Regions from separate parts of the Astyanax mexicanus genome. Here region 1 is linked to region 2. A link is a contact called in public Hi-C data. All regions are on one chromosome and are shown on one strand. Each heading gives the region's core, a stretch centred on a gene start, on an enhancer-like site or on the middle of the called end of the contact. The rest is flanking DNA. Distances are from core to core; before and after follow the strand shown.

Region 1 (4,177 bases), core at 1,064-3,563, 69 kb before region 2:
ATCATATCAGAGTGCCACTGACTAGTGATTACATATCACTACTCACAGATTACATATCAGTGAGTCCTCAGGCTGGAAAGCATTCATTAAAAAAAAGATATATACCAACAAACAATACTGGAAATGCATTTTATTTTATATATTTTATATATATATATATTTTATATATTTAGATGTCACTAAGTAAACTTTTGATCAAATTATTGTCAAATATCTAAATTCTACTAAAATCTACTAATATCATATTTTTGTACTATAAATTGCACTGGATTATAAGGTGCATTATGTTACGCTAGTAAGGCACAGGTGTGTCACCATGATTTCCTCCTAATTCAGCAGGTTTCGTACTCTGTGGCTGTAAAGCTAAGATAAGTTAAGTAAACAAAACTGTATTTCTTAAAAATATATATATATATATTTTAAAGTCAAACCAGCTCTACACAGATTTCTCTTCTGAAAACTGTTTATTTGGGGGAGTTAAATGCTTGACTGGTAAAATTCATACATAATACAATAATACATACATCATACATCGGGCACACTGGATTTTAAGGCAAACTGATGATTTCTGTGAAAAATAAGGTACTTAGAATAAACTATATCGCACAATACTACTACAGGAGTGGTGTTACAGTAACATACTTTTCTTAAGCTCACAGGTGAGTCTTGGTTGTGAACAGTAAACAGTAAATTACTGGAAGGGGAGGTCTCTGCTGTCTCACCTGTGCACTGACTCATCCCTCCCATGCTGTTCCCTGACTGCTTCACCCAGACTCACACCTTCATCCCCACTGACGGAGCGGAACGCTGCTACTGCTCGCTCAAGCCCTTCACTCTGCAGAGAACATACAGAACATGATAACATTTATTTACACTTCACACTTTACTTCTATATTCAATATTGTATATTTGTGTAGATTTACACATTCTTGTTTGTTTATAAATACACATTTGTGCATAATATATACATTCTATCAGTTACTTACATAACTGTACCATGCAACTGTCATCAAAGCAGTTACTGCAAGTTATACCACATGATGACTATGGATGTGATAAAACATTCTTTGATTTGATTTAAAAAGCAGAAAAGTAGCCTCATACTCTGTAAGCCACATTTCACTGTGTGTTTGATAACAGTTGGGTGTACAATGTAACTTTATGAGCAGTGTAGGGAGCATGTTCAGAGGCACTGACTATTTTTGATTTTTGATTGTGACTGCACTTGAGAATACTTTCGGCACAGGATAAGTTCAGCACAGCTGTTAATTGAAAACCATTCTAGACTCTACCTCATAAAGCTTACTGTGAAAACGCAAAGATGTTTAAAGCTGCCATCTAATCAAGAGGTATAATCTAAAATATAAAACATATTCTGGTTTGTGACCATCAGTAAATTTTACATTTCATTTGGAAACCAAGTGACCAGAGTCTGGAGGAAGAGTGGAGAGACACACAGTCCAAACTGCTTGAGGTCTAGTGTGAAGTTTCCACAATCTGTGGAAAACAGTGCAGCGTTTTCCTTGACCACTTCTTGCTTCATTCTGCTGATAACTTTTATGGAGATGCAGATTTCATTTTCCAGCAGGATTTGGCACGCGGCCCACATCTCATTGGCTGTAAGCCATAATCATACAATAAAATAAATAAACGATTAAAATAGATCAATCTGTGTGTAATGCATCTATATAATACATGAGTTACACTTTTTGGACTGAATTACTGAAATAAAGTAACTTTTCAATGATATTCTAATGAGATTCAATTTCTTTGCGATGCAAATGTATGTTGTTATAGTTTGAAGGACTTACTAGTATTCGTATTAATCAACAATGCAGAACATTTTTAAAATAATGAAAAAAAAAAAAAGCTCTGAATGATCAGTGATGAAGATGGTGATGAGTAGAGGCGCACCCTACTTCTTCTATATTATAAATACTTAAGGTGGAACACAGAATTGTAGAGTAAGAGTAGAGTACTGCAGGACTACAGGCTGGTTAGGAAAAGAGAACTACTCTAAGCTCTGAGTTTAGTAAATTAATCTAGCTGAGTTAAAGGTGCTGCTGCTGTTTCTGAATGTTTACCCCCTGAACCCCAGCACGAAGCCTCACCCTCTGGCTGTAGCGCCTCCTCTCTGCTCCTGCGGGCCGCAGCCGAGGCTTCAGGCGCAGCGCTGATCTGAGCAGAGCTCCGGCCATGACTCCCACACCTGCACACCTTCACCGTCCTCACACTACACACACATACACTAAACACATACACACTCACAATCACACACACACTCACACACTGTACTGATGTTCTTCCGGGAGCAGCGTGACGACCAATCAGAGCCGCAGAGCCAGAGCCCAACGCCCCTTTTCTCTGTAAGCCCCGCCCTCTGTGCAGCGGGACGCGTCCCAAACGGGTCTTTAGCTGACTTACAGTTCTGTGCACTATTTATTTATTCAATTATTTTTTCCACTTTGACTGTATAAAGGCAATTTAAGACTGAGTCTCAAACGAAAAGAAGGAACCGAGCAGAATCCAGTAGAATAGAATAGAATAGAATTATTTGGAATAATTTAGAATAATATAGAATACTCTGCATAGAATTGATCTATAATGTATAATATATAATAGACCATTTAGGATATAACAAAAAAAAACATGGGAAACGAATAGAATAGAATAGAATAATTTGGAATCATTTAGAATAATATAGAATACTCTGCATATAATTGATCTATAATATATAATATATAATAGACCATTTAGGATATAACAAAAAACATGGGATACGAATAGAAAAGAATTAAGAGCACAATAGAAAAGTATTTAGAACAAAACAGAACTTGAAATAATAGAATAAAAACCAAATACAATTTAGATTTTTTTTATTTAGAACCCTTTAGGATGGAACAAGTAACTAAAAAAAGCTAAGAATGTAATTTGTCATGGTGAGCACAGAATTGCAGACACGTGCAGATACTGATAAAAATATCCAAGGTAATCCAAGAGGCAGTAGTGAAAACACAGTCCAGGTAATACACAAGCAATTCAATATCAGAGGCAAAGGCAATAATCGGCGTTGAGAAAACAAAGGCAAGGTCATACACAAGATAAACTGATACAAGAGATATAGAACGCTTTGTAAAGAGGAGAACCTACAATACACGGCGTGGGTGTTTGTGTGGAGTGCTCTTTTATAGTGCCAGTAATCAGTATTCAGGACTTCCTGGAGGAAGCAGGTGAGGTGTCACGTGATCAGGTGAGTGCGTGATGTCAGCGGGTGGTGCATTCTGGGTAATGTAGTTGTTGACCTGAGAACCTCCGTTAGAGCTGGGTGTGGAAGGGACAGAGGAGCTAACAGCACCAGACGTGACATAATTAAAAACATAACGGAAACATTTAGAAAAATATAAAATAATCTGGATAGAATTTGTAGGTTTTAGGTTTCGAGGAATATAATATAAATTAATTCGGAACCAAAAAATACCAGAAAAGATCATGAATAGAATAGAATAGAATAAAATAGAATAGAAAACTATTTGGAATATAAAGGAAACTATTTAACAAGAAAAAAATCTGATTATTATTGAACAGTTCTTTATTCTGTTGGTTAATTCACAAAAGTAGAGTCAGCTCTGACTCTCAATACATCACGTGACATGTGAGTAACAGTATCCAGATAGTTCACATGGTGGAGCTGTTGCACTTCTCTTTAGATCATCAGCATGGCTGTGCTATGGCCTGCAGGACCTTAGACCTGCAATCTGTCCTCACATTTCCCTTCTCATTCACTATTAATAATTCAAAATAATAAAAAAATAAAATCAGTTATCAAAAATCATTCAATTTTAGAAGAATCAGTCATAACTGAGGCCTTTCCCTGTTTACACTTTCTATCAGAAAAAGCATCGCATCAGTGTTTCCTTCAGTAATCTGCCCTCTGCCTTTTAGAACTATGACTCTGACTATGACTCTAAAACACAAATCTGACCGATGGTTTGTTTGTTTCAGTAAACCTGCAGTACTGTACAGAGCTACAGGATAATTCTAACACTCACTGACGGAGAAAGAAGCCTGGAATTTACATACAAACCAAAGCAGATGGTAAAAAGGCCACTGCAGGAGCACATGTGCTGATGGCCCCGGGTGTTTTGGGCTCTGGACCAGAAATCATGAGTAGTGCTGC
Region 2 (4,427 bases), core at 492-2,991:
ACATCAGCATGAAGCATTAAATTACCATTAACCACTTACCAGGCCTTGGCCGTATATAAAACCCCCTTTATCTGCAGTAAAATAAGTTATTTACATTCTGAAAACTTTGAGGGATTTGGAGATTCCTACAGGACTACAAAAAGTAGTTCACTCTCTAATCCACTTTATATTTAAGTAATAGGATTCAACTTCAAATTATGCATCTTTGAAAATAGGCACAAAAACTAGTAGTTTTGTAATGAAATGAAAGATTTGGAGAACATGAAGTGTTTAAATTGTATTCACTAAAATATTGATTTTAAAATCAGTTATTTCAATTCAAAAAAGCACCAATTTTGTTATTTTTATTCATTACATTTTGACAGTTGCAGATTTAGCTTTTTAATATTTTAAATAGTTTTTTTTAAAGATTTAGTCTTATCAAACATGAAACCTTTATATGTTATGCTTGAATTGAAATCCTCAGGATAAAGGCGTGTATTATTAGGCAGAAATTGTACAAAAATGCCTGCCTGTTAATGGGTTAAATTATGTGACTTATGTGAATTATGTCACTAAGCTATTACCATAAGTTGACACATGTATCAAAGTCTTTTGCTCTGTTGGAAGTTCTGTCTATCCACAAATACACTTTCACACCCCTGAAATCAACTGAATATTTACAGTATGTTACCCGTTATAAGATGATGACCATGATACTGGAATGTAACGCATGCTGAACTAACTTTCTCACCTCGACAGGAGGCCCTTATCTGAGCCACTGGACCTGGTGGAGGGCCGGAGTCCCCAGGCCGATCCCCTGAGAGGTGCAACTTTGGCTCCTGTGGCTCCACTAGGCTCCCTATCTCCAGGGTTCCCCCGCCGGGGCGTGTGTGAATCCGGAGACCTGCTGGCTCCCAAAACCAGTCGTCAAGACGGCTCCTTCGGCGACTTTGGTGCCCCAAGCTCCTGCCTGGGTCTTAGTCTCCGTTCTGTAGCTCCAGAACCAGCCCCAACTGTGAAAAGCCTTGGGGCTCTACAACAAATCTGTGAAGAAGAAGAGGAGGACGATGTGGAAGGTGAAGAAAAGGAGCAAGGTGAAGTTCAATCTGCTCAGCAGGTTAGCAAACCTTGCTTAGAAGTGTCAGAAGAACCTTCTTCAGAATCGTCTCACTCACTTTCTGGCTCAGAGCAGAGGAAAGGAAGAGGGAAGGTTGGGATGTTAGTAGAGGAGGCACTTCAAGAGGTGGAAGAAGAATGTGGTAAAGAACAGGAATCACAAGATTTAGCGGCTAATATCTGCAGGATGACTGAGGAGCATCAAGAGAAGCACACCAGCAAACAAATCAGTGAAGATAAGGAGACCATGTCCCAGACTGAGGGAACACAGAACAATAAGCACCCAGGAAGGGATGGACTGGGGAACAATCTTGACAGCACTGAAGATGAAGGACGGAGGGAGCAGAATGGACCTCCTCCAACAGAAGCACCTAGACTTAATGCTGTGCAATGTTGCTTGGGTCAACTTGAGCCCTCCAAGGACACTCTAGAGGACAATAACAACACTCCTTCCAAGGCAAAGCTTCTGGACAAAGGTGTGATCTCTGCCCCCTGCAGTTCACCACGCTCTTTGCCCAAGAACCACTGCGTGGACCTGGGCCCAGATGGAGTGGAGATGCGCAGGATGGGTGGGGAGGGTGAGAAAGTGGAAGAGACCCATACCAAACCTCAACAGGGCCACCGGGTATCTAGGGATGCCGGGACGGACATCAAGAACAAGAACGTGAACCTGCGAGACCGCCTGTTGCAGTTTCCTCTCTGTGAGAAAGCCCTGTCCTTCAATATTCAGCCCACCTCCAAAGAAAAACTGCTTCCCTTCGCACAGTATAACTGTTGCCACGTGCTATAGGACGAGAGAGACGTTCTGATGAGAATGAATGAGGAGAATGTGAAAGATCGAGAGCAAGCCTCTCTCTTTCCCAGATCTCTACATTCCCTAAACGTGTATAAGCCGTCCAGACCTTCTCCAGCATCATTAAATCATGCTAGCTCGTGGATCAGGTTACTTCTCATTTCTCCTCCCTTCTCCAACACCAGTAGTTTTTAAAAGACACAGTGTGTGTGTTCTCCTCTCTTACTGTGACCTCAGAGGTGCTCTGGCTACACACAGAAAGCGCCCAATCTACTTATCTTACACCTGTAGCTGCTCCCACCCCCAACCCAGCAGTCCCTGCTGCTTTCCCGTGTGGCGGCTAACCTCCTAGCGCTGCTGTGTATATAAACACCTGTATCTACTGATGCCATTCGCTGCATTGTGTGCTATCTCAGTGACCTTTACTAGAGCTAGAGTATGTCTTGCCAGTGTAGAAGCCCCCTGTTTAATACAATCGCTTTGTTGTTTTGCACTCTTAACGGCTTCTCCAGAACAGATCTTCACCTAAAAAAGATGTCAAGTCAAGAGGGAGATGTAAAGCACATGTGAAGCAGATGTTAAATAAATAGTTTGATTACATGCTTTAGTGTAAAATGAAACATAAACTGATCAGCCATAACATTAGCACCACCTCCTAATATTGTGTATTAAGTCCTTGCTACTATTCGGAGAATTTATTGACCAAAAAAAACAAAAAAAAATTAACAGCAGGTGCTGTTAGCATGAGCATCAGTGATGCTTGGGTCCTGTGATCCTATTGCCGCTCCATCGGCTGGCCTTCCTTAATGGGGAACACTCCACAAGACACGCTTGATGTTCTGGAGATATTTTGAACCAATCGTTCAGCCATTACTGTTTAGTTATTTTCAGTTTGGAGTGTCTCAGATCCTTTTCTTTTTTGGCTTTCTTGCTTCCACCATATGAACTTAAGAACAGAAAAAGCCTCTGTAGATTAATATAATCAATATATATATTCCCAAGTTCACTTATCAGTGGTGCTAATGTTATGGATGTTTGGTGTATAGCACTATTAATATTGTTGATTTTTCATTTTTGCATTGGCTAATGCGCCGAGCATCAGTTAGCTGGTTAAATTATTTCCTGCACTTAAAACCCAGACAGAGAAAAAAAAGTTCTGAATTTGTCTGAAGATGACTCCAGATTTTAGGTTTCCTGAGGCCTCACAGCATCTCCATCGCATTCAAGATTACTATTAGATACCACATAACAATCAGCATGACGCTGGGAAACCTTTGAGAACCGCAGTTTGGTTCAGTTAATGGATCACAGTCTAGTGTAGGAAGGTGCATGGCATTGGCCCTATGGCATCTGTCCCTGTTCCTCTGGCCAGACTGTAAGTGGGGGGGTTTAGTAGGGCCAGGATGCATGAGAGGCAGATTGAGCATTTAACTGTTTGGGAGCACGGATACGGGAGCATGCTACATTAGCAAAGCTTAGACTAGCATTAGCGCCACGCTAGCTGGGTTGACCAGGGAAAGGCTTTGGAATATATCTGAAATACATTTTTCCATGGAAAAGGACTTGAACAGAGGTTATAGTGAAAGACTTTCTGTGAAAAGGACATTATCCGACGAGAGAAGACTGGTCTTCCTGAAGCTATTTTTTTGATGTGTTTTTCTTTCAGACAAATGGAGTCAATGGATATTCTTGGAAATGTTATGGGATTTTTTATCATATCAGAGCCTTATTAAGGGTATGTTGGAAACATGGTGACGAGTTCATATCATTCATTGTTTTCATTGATTTTGTATTTAATTTGGTTTTATTTCAGTTTTTACATAAGAGGACCTTCTTGAGAGAATGGAAGAGTTTGGGTGTAAAATCTTGAACATTAATCTTGACGTTATTGTTTATTGGCCTCTTTATTGAGTGCATCTTGACTGTTGAGCAGGCAGTCTCACAGTATAAGCTCTTGGACACGTCTGGTCATGTACAGTGTGTGTATATATATTCTTTTGAGCATGTGTGTTGCTATCTATGTATATGCTATTAACATGATATTGTGTTTTGACCTAACATAGCGTTTGATAATACTAGCTCTACCCCTCCTTGTCATTAGATATCTTACAGTGAAGAGAGTAAAAAAAAAAACATTCCTCTAAAGGTGATTGCGAGATTGTAGAAAAATGTTTAGGAACATGATTTCAAAATCTTACATTTGCCTCTTCTAACAGCCAGGGAATGGTGTGTGCTAAATGCAAAGGTGGCAGATCCAGATCCAAAATCCTAGAGTGAATTTTTCGTTCTAGATCTGGAATTGCCATCTCAAGCTACAAAAAAAAAAATTAGGCTACACACAGCACAGGTTTTCTCTTAACACAGACAGCACAACATACACCTTAACCTGCCACATCTGTAAATCAGTGTCATTCCGAAGTATACCTCTAAATAGCTTAAATCCACAAAGTCAAGGTAGCTTTTTTTTAAGTGGTGGCTATTGGTTATCTGGTACTCTCAGTGATGTGTAAGTGGCTGATTGGGTTATTTTAAGCTG

What was found. Hi-C and Micro-C count contacts between places; a contact is called where the count stands out from the background.
Region 1: a Hi-C map of blood shows a contact between it and region 2, with 5 times the contacts expected there. The contact joins the promoter of ldhd here to the enhancer-like site in region 2. A contact is called at or near these places in 2 of 3 Hi-C or Micro-C datasets (blood and muscle).

Annotation. Positions count from the first base shown.
Region 1 is chr10:7,439,646-7,443,822 of AstMex3_surface, reverse strand. It overlaps ldhd (lactate dehydrogenase D), which reads right to left and starts at 2,313. Exons shown (of 11, transcript XM_022683881.2): 1 at 2,112-2,313; 2 at 723-835. The coding sequence starts at 2,198.
Region 2 is chr10:7,369,560-7,373,986 of AstMex3_surface, reverse strand. It overlaps snrkb (SNF related kinase b), which reads left to right. Exons shown (of 6, transcript XM_049483846.1): 6 at 742-4,427. The coding sequence ends at 1,888. Among protein-coding and RNA genes, the nearest start is that of ano10b, 26 kb to the right of the region's middle. Within about 2 kb of position 1,741, the one cell type or tissue checked has an H3K27ac peak away from gene starts, as active enhancers do.